Regions from separate parts of the Zea mays genome. Here regions 1, 3 and 4 are each linked to region 2. A link is a contact called in public Hi-C data. All regions are on one chromosome and are shown on one strand. Each heading gives the region's core, a stretch centred on a gene start, on an enhancer-like site or on the middle of the called end of the contact. The rest is flanking DNA. Distances are from core to core; before and after follow the strand shown.

What was found. A called contact is a pair of places that touch in the nucleus more often than the background predicts.
Region 1: a Hi-C map of leaf shows a contact between it and region 2, with 8 times the contacts expected there. The contact joins the enhancer-like site here to the promoter of LOC100216940 in region 2. A contact is called at or near these places in 8 of 25 Hi-C or Micro-C datasets (bundle sheath, ear, leaf and 1 more).
Region 3: a contact with region 2 is called in a Hi-C map of tassel, with 2.4 times the contacts expected there. The contact joins the enhancer-like site here to the promoter of LOC100216940 in region 2. A contact is called at or near these places in 2 of 25 Hi-C or Micro-C datasets (endosperm and tassel).
Region 4: a Hi-C map of ear shows a contact between it and region 2, with 4 times the contacts expected there. The contact joins the promoter of LOC100278674 here to the promoter of LOC100216940 in region 2. A contact is called at or near these places in 7 of 25 Hi-C or Micro-C datasets (bundle sheath, ear, endosperm and 3 more).

The regions. Positions count from the first base shown.
Region 1 is chr6:101,754,241-101,757,513 of Zm-B73-REFERENCE-NAM-5.0, forward strand. No RefSeq gene overlaps it. Among protein-coding and RNA genes, the nearest start is that of LOC100278674, 69 kb to the left of the region's middle. Within about 2 kb of position 1,396, at least 14 of the 20 cell types and tissues checked have an H3K27ac peak or open chromatin away from gene starts, as enhancers often do. A contact at or near this core is called in bundle sheath, ear, leaf and 1 more, where this site is marked.
Region 2 is chr6:102,100,118-102,103,508 of Zm-B73-REFERENCE-NAM-5.0, forward strand. LOC100216940 (peptidyl-prolyl cis-trans isomerase CYP59) reads left to right here and starts at 1,316. Exons shown (of 14, transcript XM_008649233.2): 1 at 1,316-1,758; 2 at 2,372-2,476; 3 at 2,717-2,834; 4 at 2,941-2,991; 5 at 3,089-3,180. The coding sequence starts at 1,661.
Region 3 is chr6:101,828,368-101,831,648 of Zm-B73-REFERENCE-NAM-5.0, forward strand. No RefSeq gene overlaps it. Among protein-coding and RNA genes, the nearest start is that of LOC103629646, 89 kb to the right of the region's middle. Within about 2 kb of position 1,499, at least 13 of the 20 cell types and tissues checked have an H3K27ac peak or open chromatin away from gene starts, as enhancers often do. A contact at or near this core is called in tassel, where this site is marked.
Region 4 is chr6:101,684,896-101,688,496 of Zm-B73-REFERENCE-NAM-5.0, forward strand. LOC100278674 reads left to right here and starts at 1,528. Exons shown (of 1, transcript NM_001175072.1): 1 at 1,528-2,357. The coding sequence starts at 1,643. The coding sequence ends at 2,107. It overlaps LOC103629645, which reads left to right and starts at 332. Exons shown (of 3, transcript XM_035960031.1): 1 at 332-525. The coding sequence starts at 505.

The sequences.
Region 1 (3,273 bases), core at 146-2,645, 350 kb before region 2:
CCTCGCGGCTCTCAAGCGCCTCCTCCGCTACCTCCGGGGCACTGTCGACTACGGGCTGCTTCTTCACCGGTCTACCTCCTCCGAGTTGGTCGTCTATACCGACGCTGACTGGGCCGGGTGCCCAGACACTCGGCGCTTCACATCCGGCTACGCCTTCTTCTTAGGCGGCAACCTGGTGTCCTGGTCGTCGAAGCGCCAGCCGGTCGTCTCCCGCTCGAGCGCCGAGGCGGAGTACCGTGCCGTGGCCAACGACGTGGCGGAGGCTGCCTGGCTCCGGCAGCTCCTCGCCGAGCTTCACAGTCCCCTCTCCAGGAGCACATTGGTCTACTGCGACAACGTCAGCGCGGTCTACCTCTCCACCAACCCAGTGCAGCACCAGCGGACCAAGCATGTAGAGATCGATCTACATTTCGTCCGTGATTATGTCGCCGTCGGTGCTGTTCGGGTCCTCCACGTCCGGACCACCTCCCAGTTTGCTGATATCTTCACCAAGGGTCTTCCGTCCTCGACCTTTGCCGAGTTTCGCTCCAGCCTCAACATCAGTAGTGGCTAGTTGCGTCTGTGGGGGGATCCTATGGTGTAATGTGTCTTCCTTTTGCGTCCAGTCTGTGAACTCCACTGCGACGGAAGTTCAGACTGCGGGGAGTGTTAGAGTATATGGTTAGACCCATGTGGCTAGGCCCATGCGGCCCATGTACAAACAATATATAGCTACCCTCTAGGGTTAGCCCTAATAATCAAGTCATTTACGCTGACATAATCCACATTTTCCCTCCTGCGTTTTTTTTTCATGTGAACTAAACCACCTTTTTCGAGTAAAATTTCCATGTGAACTAATCCACGTTTTTTTCCTGCCGTGCAAGTTTGTCATGTGAACTATTTTTTATAATGCTCAATTTTCCATGTGAACTATGTCCCCTGATACGTAATTTTTGAGATTTTATTAAATTTATGCAATAGTCTATCACCTGAAAGTGTGTAAGTTGTTGTTAAATATACCATAGTGGGTAAAAAATTATACATATCAGGGTCACCAAATGAAAAACTAAGCATGAATTATCTCATCACTTAGATATCGTAGTTGAGGTTGAATATAAACCAACATGAGTCGAGTTGGCTAGTGAGTGGGAGCTTAGGCATTCTGCTCAAGGCATCTTGGGTTCGATTCTTGAGTCTAGAGGGTAGAACGGAGGAGGGGCAGAACGGGGTGGCAGCCTACCACTTACATTCTTCATAGTAGTAGAGATATTTGGTGTGTGTACAACAAAACTACAAAAGTAATACTACCGGTTGTGTGTGTGTGTTTACAAAGACAATAGCCGTAACAATATGTGATTGAGCTGCTGCACTAATATGGGCCGCTGTATTCCAGGCCGGGCCCCAGGAAAGCCCATCACGAAACTGGTTCCAGTCGATATGTTGCGGCCTGCGGGGGACAGGGCAGACCGCGGGACACTGTTTATTAGTGGGAGGAAAGGAAGTCCCCTCATCAAATTAGTAGCCCAGCCTAGGTTATATCAACTTATTCTATGGCTTTTTTTCAAATTACCAAGAAGACTATGCAAGCTTATCGATAGCATTATTCGAAGTTTTTTTGTTGAAGAGCAACGAAGGAAAGTGTCATACATGTTGGGTTGCTTGGCAGAAGATGACCGTACCAAAGTATATGGGCGGTTTTGGCCTTCATGATATGGAGTTTTTTTAAAAAAACTTAACTCTACTCACTCGCCAGGCTTGTGGATTTTGTAGGATCCAGGGGCGTTGAGTTGACGCATTCTGATTCAATATGTCCATTAGAATATGCTCAAAATTAAAATGTTTATTACTTAAAAATATAGCATTGTTGTTGCTTCAAAGAAAATTAAGATGATGGTTGAATCTTGCATCGTATCATTGCTGCCTATTTTACCTATTTGATTCGTTTCTGATCACCTTGGTCAGAAGGATACATATGAATTTTCTGAAGTACTGCTAATAAACTTATTTCTTGTTGATACAGTGAGCCTGAGCCCTTCGGAATGGTTCCCTCATCGTCACTACAGTAAAAGGAACAATTTCCGACGACCAAAGCCGTCGGACATAAGGATTGAACCGTCGGAGATAACCTATGTCCGACGGCATCAACCTATGTCCGACGGTTTTAGGCCGTCGGAGATTGTAATTTAACGGGACCCTAAATCATATAAAATAACCTTATTTTCGAGGGCATAATAATTACCCTCGGAAATTAATAATTTAAATTATATAGACACCACTACATAACATTATCATGGGTGACAAATCATATAAAATGACCTTATTTCCGAGGGCATAATAATTACCCTCAAAAATTAAAAATTAAAATTATCTAAGCACCACTAATTAAACGAAAACAAACTAAATTAATTACATAATCAAATTTCGCCATATAATCAAATTTAGGCCCTCGGATATAATAAGATAAACATTATTTAACATACTAACTATTAAATAACAACATTGGAAACTACAAACAATATTAATATATACAAAATAATATATTAATATTTTGTATTAATATATTAAATACATTAATATTAAATACCTTACACCGGCGGTGTGGGCGACGGGGCGAGCGGGGCCGCGGCCGGCGGATGGTGGCGGGCGTCGACGGCGGGCGGGTGGGGCGGCGACAGGCGTCGACGGCGGGCGGGCGGGGCGGCGGGCGTCGACGGTGGGCGGGGCGTCGTCGACGGCGGCGGCGAGCGTCGACGGCGGGCTGGGCGTCGACGGCGGCGGGCAGAGACAGAGAAGAGAGAAGGTGGCTGGGCGTCGACGGCGGCGGGCAGAGACAGAAGAGAAAAGGCGAGCGCGCGTGAAAATGAACCGCGCGCTGGGCCGGGACTGTGTTAAAAAACCTTATCTCCGACGGCTATTTACGATGCCATCGGACATAAGATTATATCCGACGGCTACGCTGCCAGCCGTCGGATATAATCTTATGTCCGACGGCCTCGTACATAGCCGTCGGAGATAAGTTGATATTTCCGAGAGCCCATGGTGGCCGTCGGACATAAGATTATATCCGACGGCCTCGTAGGAAGCCGTCGGAGATAAAGTGACCGTCGGATATTCGTCAGTTTATTGTAGTGCGTATGTTGATTTGTGATGCTAAATTAGATGAAGCGCCATTGGTACCATTGACGCATTAGATGATAGTTCACTTTGGATTAAAGCCGTCTGTTTGGACTGTTGCAACTGCAATCCATAGAGACAAAACCACTGTAGAAGCAGTATAAGTCGTTACGGATTAAA
Region 2 (3,391 bases), core at 66-2,565:
ACAAGTCGGTATCGTGAGTTGTTCAAAGTAGTATATCATAGTCGGTGTATGCATATATTCGCAGTATTGTTCCTCGTGTGCTCGACAAGGATAAGAGGAAGAAGGTGATCTTCTGATCGGTGGGCACTGAGCGGTCACGACGAAGCTCCGTAAAAACTCGATCGTCCGTACATCCGAGCAGGTGTCGCGCAAGGTCCGCAAGATGGCGAGATAAGAAAGAGCGACAAGAGCTCAGGAGTCAGGAAGGGGACACGAAGTGAAGAATAGTCAGCGGTGGCAGGTGGCGGCGCGCATGCGTGTGGCGGGCCATCTTGGCGAGGCAACTGTGACGCGCGTGCATGTGCGCCAGCGCTACATGTGTGCATGTGTCATGGTTCATTGTGGAGTGCGTTGGGATGGAAAAAAAATTTATCTATTGAGTTACCCATATATACTCGTGGGTATAAAATCTTACCCATATATATACTCGTACGGATAATTTTACGTGTCGAGTAACCCGTACCCGTTAGGAAAGTGTTAAATTCAAATATACCAATAAATACACATATAAAAAAAGTTCAACTTCATATATAACAAATCATATGATTACATAACTCGGTAGCTAAACAAATGATAGCTAAGTGTATTATTTTAGCTAAGATAGGTTCTATTAGATGGTTATAGTGGTATTGATGAGGGTATATTTTATCCATGGATAGTACCAACATGTACCCGTTGGCTAGACTGTTCAGTTCCTTTTGTGGCTTCTGCCTGTCTTGTTGGGCTGTAAATAAGAAAGTCTTATGTAGTTCATCGTAGGCCAAAACTTCTCCTGTTATCGTAGGCTCTTCACTGATCTCGTGATAGTGGTTAGAGTCTAGATAGAGTATTGGCCGTGTTCGATCTTTTGGGATGTTTTACCGCGGGGTGGCGGTTGTTTCAATCTTTCCTATTTCTTAATGAAATAGAGGGCTTCGCCCCTTCATAAAAAAAGTACCAACATGTACCTGTATCCGTCTACCCAACGGGTAGAGGTTATTTCCTATTAACATACCTACGGGTAAAAAAAATCGTCACGTATCTGCCTTATATCGGGTAAAATCCTGTCAGGTAGTCAGTTTTCGGCTACCTATTGCCATCTCTGGCAGTGTGTCATCTTAGCACTGAAAGAAATTTATTTCTGCTATTAGCAAATTTCATAGTTTCAGCAGCATGCTATGAGCAGCTCACATTTTTTAATTTTTTATTACCTTGGCACTTGGCAGTACTTCTGTCTAATGCAATAACTGTACCAAATTTTCTCTACGTAAATGGATACTCCACACGTTCACCGACCATGATGGACAAGGCTTTTTGGTTTGGGCCTTCCAATCGGTCCAAGAGCACGGGAGCCCATCTGACCGCGGCTCTAGTGGCCCGTCGTCCTCCTCTTCGCCGGTTTCCACACGTTCGCCGGCCGCCGCCCTCCCCGCTCCCTCTCCCGTCCGCTTGGTTGTTTACGCCTGCACCCAGGCTAGGGCAGGACATCCAACGCGCCACCTTGTACGGCTGCTGCCTGGGCCTGGTTTGAGTCTTTGACGAAACCGCAGAAGCATCCGGCGCCCGCGCTAGCCTCCTCCTCCCCCAAGCGTTGTTTCGCCGCCGTTCGATAGCTGAGGGCAGAGGCGGGCAAGTATAGGAGATGTCGGTGCTCATCGTCACCAGCGTGGGCGACATCGAGGTGGATCTCCACACCGACCGGTGCGCGCTCACCACCAAGAACTTCCTCAAGCTCTGCAAGTGAGTTTCTCGCGTCTAGGGCTTGTTCGATCTCTCTGGGGTTCGTCTATAATTTCTGACAACCAGCACTGCGGATGATTTATGTACTGCCCTGTGTCAAGCTCTTCAGTTGGCCAATTCGGCATAGTAGTGTCACTATTGGTTTGATTGTATTTTTTGGGTTGCAGTTGCAATAGGTACAAGTTGGTGATCCTGCATCTATCCGTAGTTTCCACATCAGTTTCGTGGGATTCCTAGTCCCAAATGTATTTAGCTGATTACTGATTTCTAGGCTCGTAGGTATGCTACCAGAAATTTCGAAACAATTGCGTTGCGGGTACTGGACCTTTATAGCGTTGATAGAGCCACAGTCTTAGGCGCCATCAAAGGATTCTATTCTGTTTCTTAGGTTTCTCGTTGTTGATTTTTATGACATTATGGGAACTGGATTTAGCTTCTACTGTGGCTCCTGCACTCAATTTCTTGCACAGTCTTGAATTTTCACCATTGGAGATTATGACTGCCTGCTCTTTTGTTATCACTAAATTATGGAAAATACTATCTCACGAGTTTCAGATTATCGTTTCAGATAATTAGGGTACTTATTCTCTGGTTTTCTTCTTTGACCGATCAGAATGAAGTACTACAATGGGTGTCTGTTCCACAAGGTGGAGAAGGATTTCTTGGCACAAACTGGCGATCCAACTGGAACTGGCACCGGTGGTGATTCCGTATACAAGTAAGTGATCCTTTTGGTTTGAACTTCTGAAATGTCTCCAAATTTTCATCTCTGAACCATATAATGTGGTATCCTGCATCTAGATATAACTAGTGTCTTCAATGGATACAGTACAAATATAGTTTTTGATAGTACAAATATGTTTGCTAGTCTCCATATGTATACAGTTGTTATTATTGAGGTATCTTATTATTACATACTGTTAAATGTATGCCTGAAAACTATATCTTATTTCCTCAGATTTCTCTATGGTGATCAAGCTCGATTTTTTGATGATGAAATCCGTCCAGAGTTGAGGCATTCTAAAACTGGAACCGTTGCTATGGCCAGTGCTGGTGAAAACTGCAATGCCTCGCAGGTGCAGTGCTGCCCCAGTGTCTTAATTGATAGTATTGGATGTTCCATTTTTCAGTACTTCGTTGCTTGTTTTGGCCTACGATTTATGTGCTTTTTAATGTTTTTAGTTCTACATTACCTTGCGGGATGACGTGGATTACCTTGATGATAAACACACTGTGAGCAGCACTTGATTCTGTTAACTGGTTTTTTCTTCTTCTTATGTACAAAATTCCCTTATTTGAACAATTCTTGTGTTTGTTCTGTTGACCATAGGTGTTTGGGATGGTTGCCGAAGGTTTTGATACGCTGACAAAAATAAATGAAGCTTATGTTGATGATAATGGAAGACCATTCAAGGACATAAGGTGGAGTTTTGAATTTTTTATTAATGTCTTAGTTACACCATTAAACGAATGTTTAGGGGTGGTAATGGGCTCTAAATTTTTACACTATAAAATTTAAGGATTGAATCGGATTAAAATCCGGCTCTACTCCTATTCATTTTTGAACTAAATTTATTAAGGACCCTAACTTATTGTGAAGAAACATTTGGATCGTGATTCATTACCACCCCTA
Region 3 (3,281 bases), core at 249-2,748, 270 kb before region 2:
CGGAGGAGCTTCCACCTCGCCCAGCCTAGGGCGTAGACCAACCACGTCAACGGGAGGCGCCATCATCACCCTACCCCGAGCTGACTCGGGCCGCAGGGAACAAGACCGGCGTCCCATCTGGCTAGCTCCGCCGGATAGGCAATGATGGCGTCCCGCATGCTCTGTGACGACGGCGGCTCTCAGCCCCCTTACGGAAGCAAGAGGATGTCAGCAAGGACCCAACCGCTCCGACAGCTGTCCCTCCGCCAGGCTCCATCGCTCCTCCGACGGCCACGACATCACACCAGCTGGGTGCCAAAATCTCTCCGGCTGCCACGACGGCATGTACTTAGGGCGCTAGCTCTCCCCCGCTAGACACGTAGCACTCTGCTACACTCCCATTGTACACCTGGATCCTCTCCTTACGCCTATAAAAGGAAGGACCAGGGCCCTCTTAGAGAGGGTTGGCCGCGTGGGGACGAGGACGAGACAGGCGCTCTCTTGGGGCCGCTCGCTTCCCTCTCCCGCGTGGACGCTTGTAACCCCCTACTGCAAGCGCACCCGACCTGGGCGCGGGACGAACACGAAGGCCGCGGGATTCCCACCTCTCTCACGCCGGTCTCCGGCCGCCTCGCTCCTCCCCCCTTCGCGCTCGCCCTCGCGCTCGACCCATCTGGGCTGGGGCACGCGGCGACACTCACTCGTCGGCCCAAGGGACCCCCCGGTCTCGGAACGCCGACAAACATATATGCATATACAAAATTATACTAAAAATTATAAAATTACTCACTTTGCCGGACGATGAGCCGGTGAAGCGAGCGCCGACGGGGTTGGGGCGGGCGCCGATGGTCACGGAGGCAGAGGCTCCGGCGACCACGGGCTGCATCCGAGCGGCTCCGGTGGCGTCAGGATGGGCACGGAGGCGGCCACGAGCTCGTGCTCGGGCTGGTCGTCGGGGCAGGACGGGAGGTCGCCGGGCGCGGGCTGGGCTTGGGCTTGGGCGGCGGCTGCTCTATTGCGGCGGTGGCGGCTTGGCATGCGAGCGAGCGGGAGAGACAGAGATATAATGAAACCATGCGGGAACGGGGGCGTCGGTTAAAATTCTTTATTTCCGAAAGTCACTCTGACAGCCGTACATAAGATTATATCCGACGGGCTATCTGATAACCCTCAGCTATTCCTAATTACTTCTGACGGCGGTCTGTGGCCGTCGGACATAACCTTATGTCTGACGGTCTCTTATGGAATCGTCGGACATAAAGTGACCGTCGGACTTTTACTGTTTTACTACAGTGAATCCAAATTTAAATAGACATATAGCCACGCGGGTAAAAACGGTCAGCCTGGATGGACGAGCAGGCGCTGATCCTGATCTGATCGGTGAGGGCCGCTGGCACGCATTCATCAGGCGGGCGTGTGCATGGGCGCGCATTGATTCCTTCACACGTGTGCCCTGTGCAGGGACCTGCCGGCAGGTGGGCTGGCGCTGAGGAGACGACGACGACGACTCACATCAGGAAAGCGCACGCAGCGCTGTGATGATCCATGCGGAGCCCATATACAGCAATGCAGCAGCACAACAGTACTGTAGACACACACGCACGCGTTACTGTTTTGCTTGCTTTGCATGCCGCATCCTCGGTACGTGCCCCTGCTAATTAGCCTAGCTAGCACGGAATGTCTATCTGACAACTGTAGTTGTCACGGCATTGGTTGTTGTAGACGTCACGTCGAGCCAGGGGGCTGGAATGGATGCATGGGTTAATCTGCTGATGGGTGGCGCATGGCACGGTAGTAGCTGGAGTGTCCATCAACGTGCACTCAGCGTGCAGGTGGCCAGATATATGCATGGATTCCGATCGGCCGTAGGAGATCCCCGCTCGCCGCACAGAGCGGCCGTCCGCGCTCGTCGGTGACGCGACGTCTCCACCACCCTCGCCGCGCACATCGATGGCCTGGACCGGAGAAGGGTCGATGCGTGAAAAGACTGGCGAGGACGCGAGGTGACGTCCCATCCTTTCCCTGCGTTGGCTCTGGCTGCGTTGCCGGTCGCCGACCCGGGCACCCAGACGACCTGACGGATCCCGAGTGCCGACGACACTTGTTGGGATGTTAAACTTTTAATAAAATTTGTCATACAAATTTTTATTTTTATTTTTAACATTAAGATTATTATGATTTATAAATGATAGATCTTAAATTCTCTTTTTAAATAATTAATATAATACTTAAGGTGGAGATATTTCCATAGCTTGATGGATGATAGGTTACTAGTAACAGTCATTTTTATGTCTTAGAGTTACTAGTAACAGTCATTTTTATGTCTTAGAGTTACTAGTAACAGTCATTTTGATGGATTACAAGTAACGATGGACAATTTTATGTGTTAGAGTTAGTAGTAACTCTCATATTGATGGCTAGTTTATAGTTGCCGTTATATATGATGGCACCTACTCACATTCATGTGTACGCCTATATAAGAATGGACAATTCTTTGATCTATAGAGAGGATCAGAATTTTCCATTGACTCTCACACACACTTCTACTTCGTGTTCTGCTTTCCCGGCTCTGTGATTTTAGGGCGCATGAGACACGGAGTAAGTAGGCCTCTAAAACCATCGTTGTTGTAAGAGATCCTGCTCGGGATAGGCGACTGATCAGGTTGTTGGGGACCACACAACGCGACTGCTTGATCGATGTCGACTCGTTAGTGACATCGACTTGTTCGCGGGAACCTGTTCTTCCTCTTCCTGGTGCCTGTTCGCGGGACTGCACTGCGAGCATCGTCCTGCACCGAATTCTGATCGACTACATCGAACATACACACGAGATGTCTCGTGTGAATGGAGTCATCAGTGCTCTAAGCATTGGTCCCTCCACAGGATACTCACTATTACTTATTTTTATGCTTGTTATTCTACTGTTAACTGCTATTGTGAGTAGTTATTGCACACATGCACATATCTGTCATCACATTTATCGCGCTATATTTCTACATTAAATTGAATATAGGAATGCCTAAATTTCTAACAATCCAAAAACATGATCATAGGCATTTTTCTGTTAGTGGTTTTACTGCTGCGTTGAAACCGAATGAACTGTTAGATGGAACGTTTTTCAAGATCAGGTGGCATAGTAAGATGATATTGTGGTTGACAACAATGAATTTCTTTCACGCAGCACAGGGTAAACCCGAACAATTCATTCTTGAGGAGGAGATAGCGTTCAAGGTAGCCGATAACCTGTTTCGAGGCGCTATGATTAGTACTCTTGCTGACAAATATGTTGATTCTTACGTTAC
Region 4 (3,601 bases), core at 278-2,777, 420 kb before region 2:
AGGCCCAACCCTACGTCATGTGCCTCGTGTGCTTCTGGGAAGGGATACGGGTCATCTACAACTTTTTGCGCCTCTACTGCTGACGGGAGGGAAGAGAGCGGATCTGGTGATCCGTGGTAACGTAGAGATCTTTGCTATTCATGCCGACCAGATCCGCCCGGCCCCCTCCATTTTGGCCACCCTGGCACCCTCTCGTCGTATTCCCCGGCAGCGCAAGATCTGCAAGATGATTGGTGCATGATAAATTGTTTTTGTTTCCTAGCTGCGGCAGCCACGTTCGCTGTCGACTGACCGCGACTGGCTCCAATGGTCCATTATGGCCAATTGGCCCACGACGACCCAACATGCTTCAATTCGTCCACTTACTATGTAGCTAGCAGCTGCATCCGTTCCCCTCACATCAGGTGAGACTAGAGTAGACTAAACACGGCGCGCGGCCGGGTCGCGCTACCATGCTTGCCGCCGTGCAGCCGCCGGCGGCCTCCGCCGTCATCAATCTTGCTCATGCTCGGCAGGCAGCCACATGTACGTGCCTCGTTCTTCTTCTTGTTTTTTTTTGCTCGTCGTTGCTTTTCAGACCGTAGGTGTGATTGCAGCGTCGTCTTTTTCTCTTCCATACCTCTCTTGCATTGGTTTTCTTTTCTGGGAGATTTTTTTTCATCACCTGGAACTTAGGAAACTTCACCACTAGCTATTTTACACGCTTTGCTACTACCTACCTTCTATTTCGCCGGCCTTCATCAGTTTGCCAAAGCTATGCAAATTGGTGTGTACGTCTTGGGTGCATGACATGCCAGCGCTATTCTATGCCGTCTATATATCTGCCCCTGTGGTGCACGCGGTGCTGCTTATTCTGCTTGGCATCGGGCTATAGATGAAAATATGTAGACTGATGGATGGATGTCCCGTAGGATCCATATAGATAGACAGATAGTAGTTCATTCATCAGGGAAACCAAAGAGGGAGGATGAAGAAGGGGAAGCGTAGAGATCTCGCCTTGGCATGCTATGCTGGCACAAGATGCAGATCTGCTTGTTCGTCAACGGTAGGTGCGGAAGCGCTGCTGCGTCTTCCTTTTTTTTTTCTTTTTTTTTTTTGAGAAAAAATAGGTGCGGAAGTGACGAGGCTACAGAGATGGGAGGGAGAGGCTTTCGAAGCTGAAAGGAACAGCGCACCCGCCGCCCACCTAGAAAAGCCCGGCCCGTGAACATTTCGAAACTCAAACAAAAGAAGGTGGAGACCCGCGTCATATAATCTCAGGCCCATGAAAAAAATTGCGCCAACTGTAGGGAAGCCCAAGCCCGCGAACATGCCGTGCCAGCCAAGACTCCAAGCCTACTGCCTACTGTCTACTGCCAGTGCCGCGAGCCGCGAGCCGCAGCCGCTTCACGAATCACGACGCGCGGCCGGAGCATATCCCCTGCCAGGCGTCCAGACCCAAACCGAACGTCTCAGACAGACTCCGGGCCTCCGGCTATACAAAAGGGCACCCGACCCGAGAACACCAGCCAGTGAATGATTGTGTGCGGGAGGAGCCCAAACCCTAGACCCCGCAGCCAAAGATCCCACCGCTCCACCAGAGGCGATCGAGGAGAGGACTCGAGACAACCCAACCCCGCCGCCGAGCTACATCGATCCATCGATGGCCCCGGACACGGAGACCACGCTTGCGATCCGCGACGACGAACCCGCCGCCGCCGAGGTAGATCGATCGATGGCCACGGACACGGAGTCGCCGACGCCGACGCCGGTGCCGACTCTTGCGATCCGCGACGAGGAAGAACCCGCCGCCGCCGCCGGAGCCGGAGCCGGAGCCCAGGTCCTAGAGGAAAGAAGCGTCGCCGTCATCCTGCAGGAGCTGCTCCAGCCCAGGGACCGGCGCGTCCAGGCTTCGGCCTTCTTCTTCGCCTGCGGAGGCTCCGTGGTGCTCCACGGGACCGTGGCCAACCTCGCGGACAACCCGGAGCATGTCCTGCTCGGATTCGGGCTGTTCACGGTCGGCGCGGCGCTCGCCTTCCTCACGCTCAGCGGCTCCGACCGCCTCGGGCGCGCTGCGGCTCGCGTGGAGGAAAAGCTCAGAGGATTGTTCCGCTCGCCCGCTGGCTAGATCCTGCAGCTAGCTAGTAGCGAAGCGAACCCTCGACGGTCCTTCTGTTTGAGTGTGCTAATAGTTCTACTAGTGTGCCGGCGTGGGCTGATGCTGGGCTCACCATGTGGTTTAATTTTGAGAATGTGTGCTTTGATTCTGTGTATATTACGAGATAAGTGTGATAGATGTAGTGGTAACTAAATAATTAAAGTTCTCCTTAGGGTCGATTGTAATTCCAATATCCCCTTTGAATATAATGTTTCCTTTCATATGACCTTCCATGCATGCATGATGAACTCATTTCCTCCATTAATTTTTGATCAGATCTGAATTTGTCCTGAGCTGACAGAGATCTGAATTACTAAGATAATATAAGGTAGACCTGTTTCATAACGGAGGTAAAAGGTAGCGGAGGGCTGGCTGGGGGAGGAGAGTGGAAGCTAGCGGAGAGTGGAAGCTGCATGCGGCTCTGCCGCCGTTGCCCATCTCGCTAGGTCCTTCCTCGATCTGCAATTGGCTACCTGCTAGGCTGCTACTGTGTGAGTTCCTTACCTCCTCACCTCTCTATTCTTCGTGCTTTCAGGCGACTGAAATTAAAGGTGGAAAGTCGAAAGCTTTCGGTAGCCGGTGGTGGGTGATTTCATGTCTTCCAGACCACCAAGCCCTTATTTTGTTGAGGCCTTAGGGGAGCTAGCTAGCGTGTGTGTGACCGGGCACAGCGGGCCGGCCGGCGGCGTCTGAGATGACGCCGGCAGGGACGGCCGGAGCCCGGAGGGAGGGTGTAGTAGCGGGGGGAGCGTGCGATGCATGGCGCGAATACGGAGACGAGTCCGAGAACGGGCGCAACCGATCCGGGAGTTTCAAGTTGATTCTACTACCGACTCCGTCCGACTCAAGACGAATCGTAGTCGATCTAGCTAGGCTTCGAAGTTCGCCAACTCGTTCTTAATTTTGTAGGCGCTTCAAGTTAAAGGATAGCGTTCTTCATTCATTCATTCTTTTTTTGTATGAAGGAAGATTATATTCATAGATAGTTTCAACTTTCAAGTGCATTACATGGAGGTGATACACACCCTTGAAACGTCTTCTAGCTAGCCTCTGCTTAAACAACATACAGCTTAAAAACAACAAAAAGATGATAACCCACACTCAGTGGCGGATCCAGGATTGATCCAAGAGAGGGACTAATAAGCTAAGTCTATAAAATTTTTTAAATCAAACAAAAAATATAATTGATATTTAATATGACACCAGAAACAAGATATAATTTAAACATTTAAGAAATATGTAGCCTAAAAATAAGTCGATACGAATTCTAGAAATACAATAATCAATACATATTGTTCATGAGTTGATGCTGCAAGATAAATTTATTTTCCGAGTTCTTAAGCCTTAAAAATGCTTCAAAATATTTTCATTTTAAATATCTACAAACATATTTTTAGCTAGTGAATTGTATTATTACAGTGACCAATCTCGAGTGAAATATAACATATTCCTACCTTTATAGAA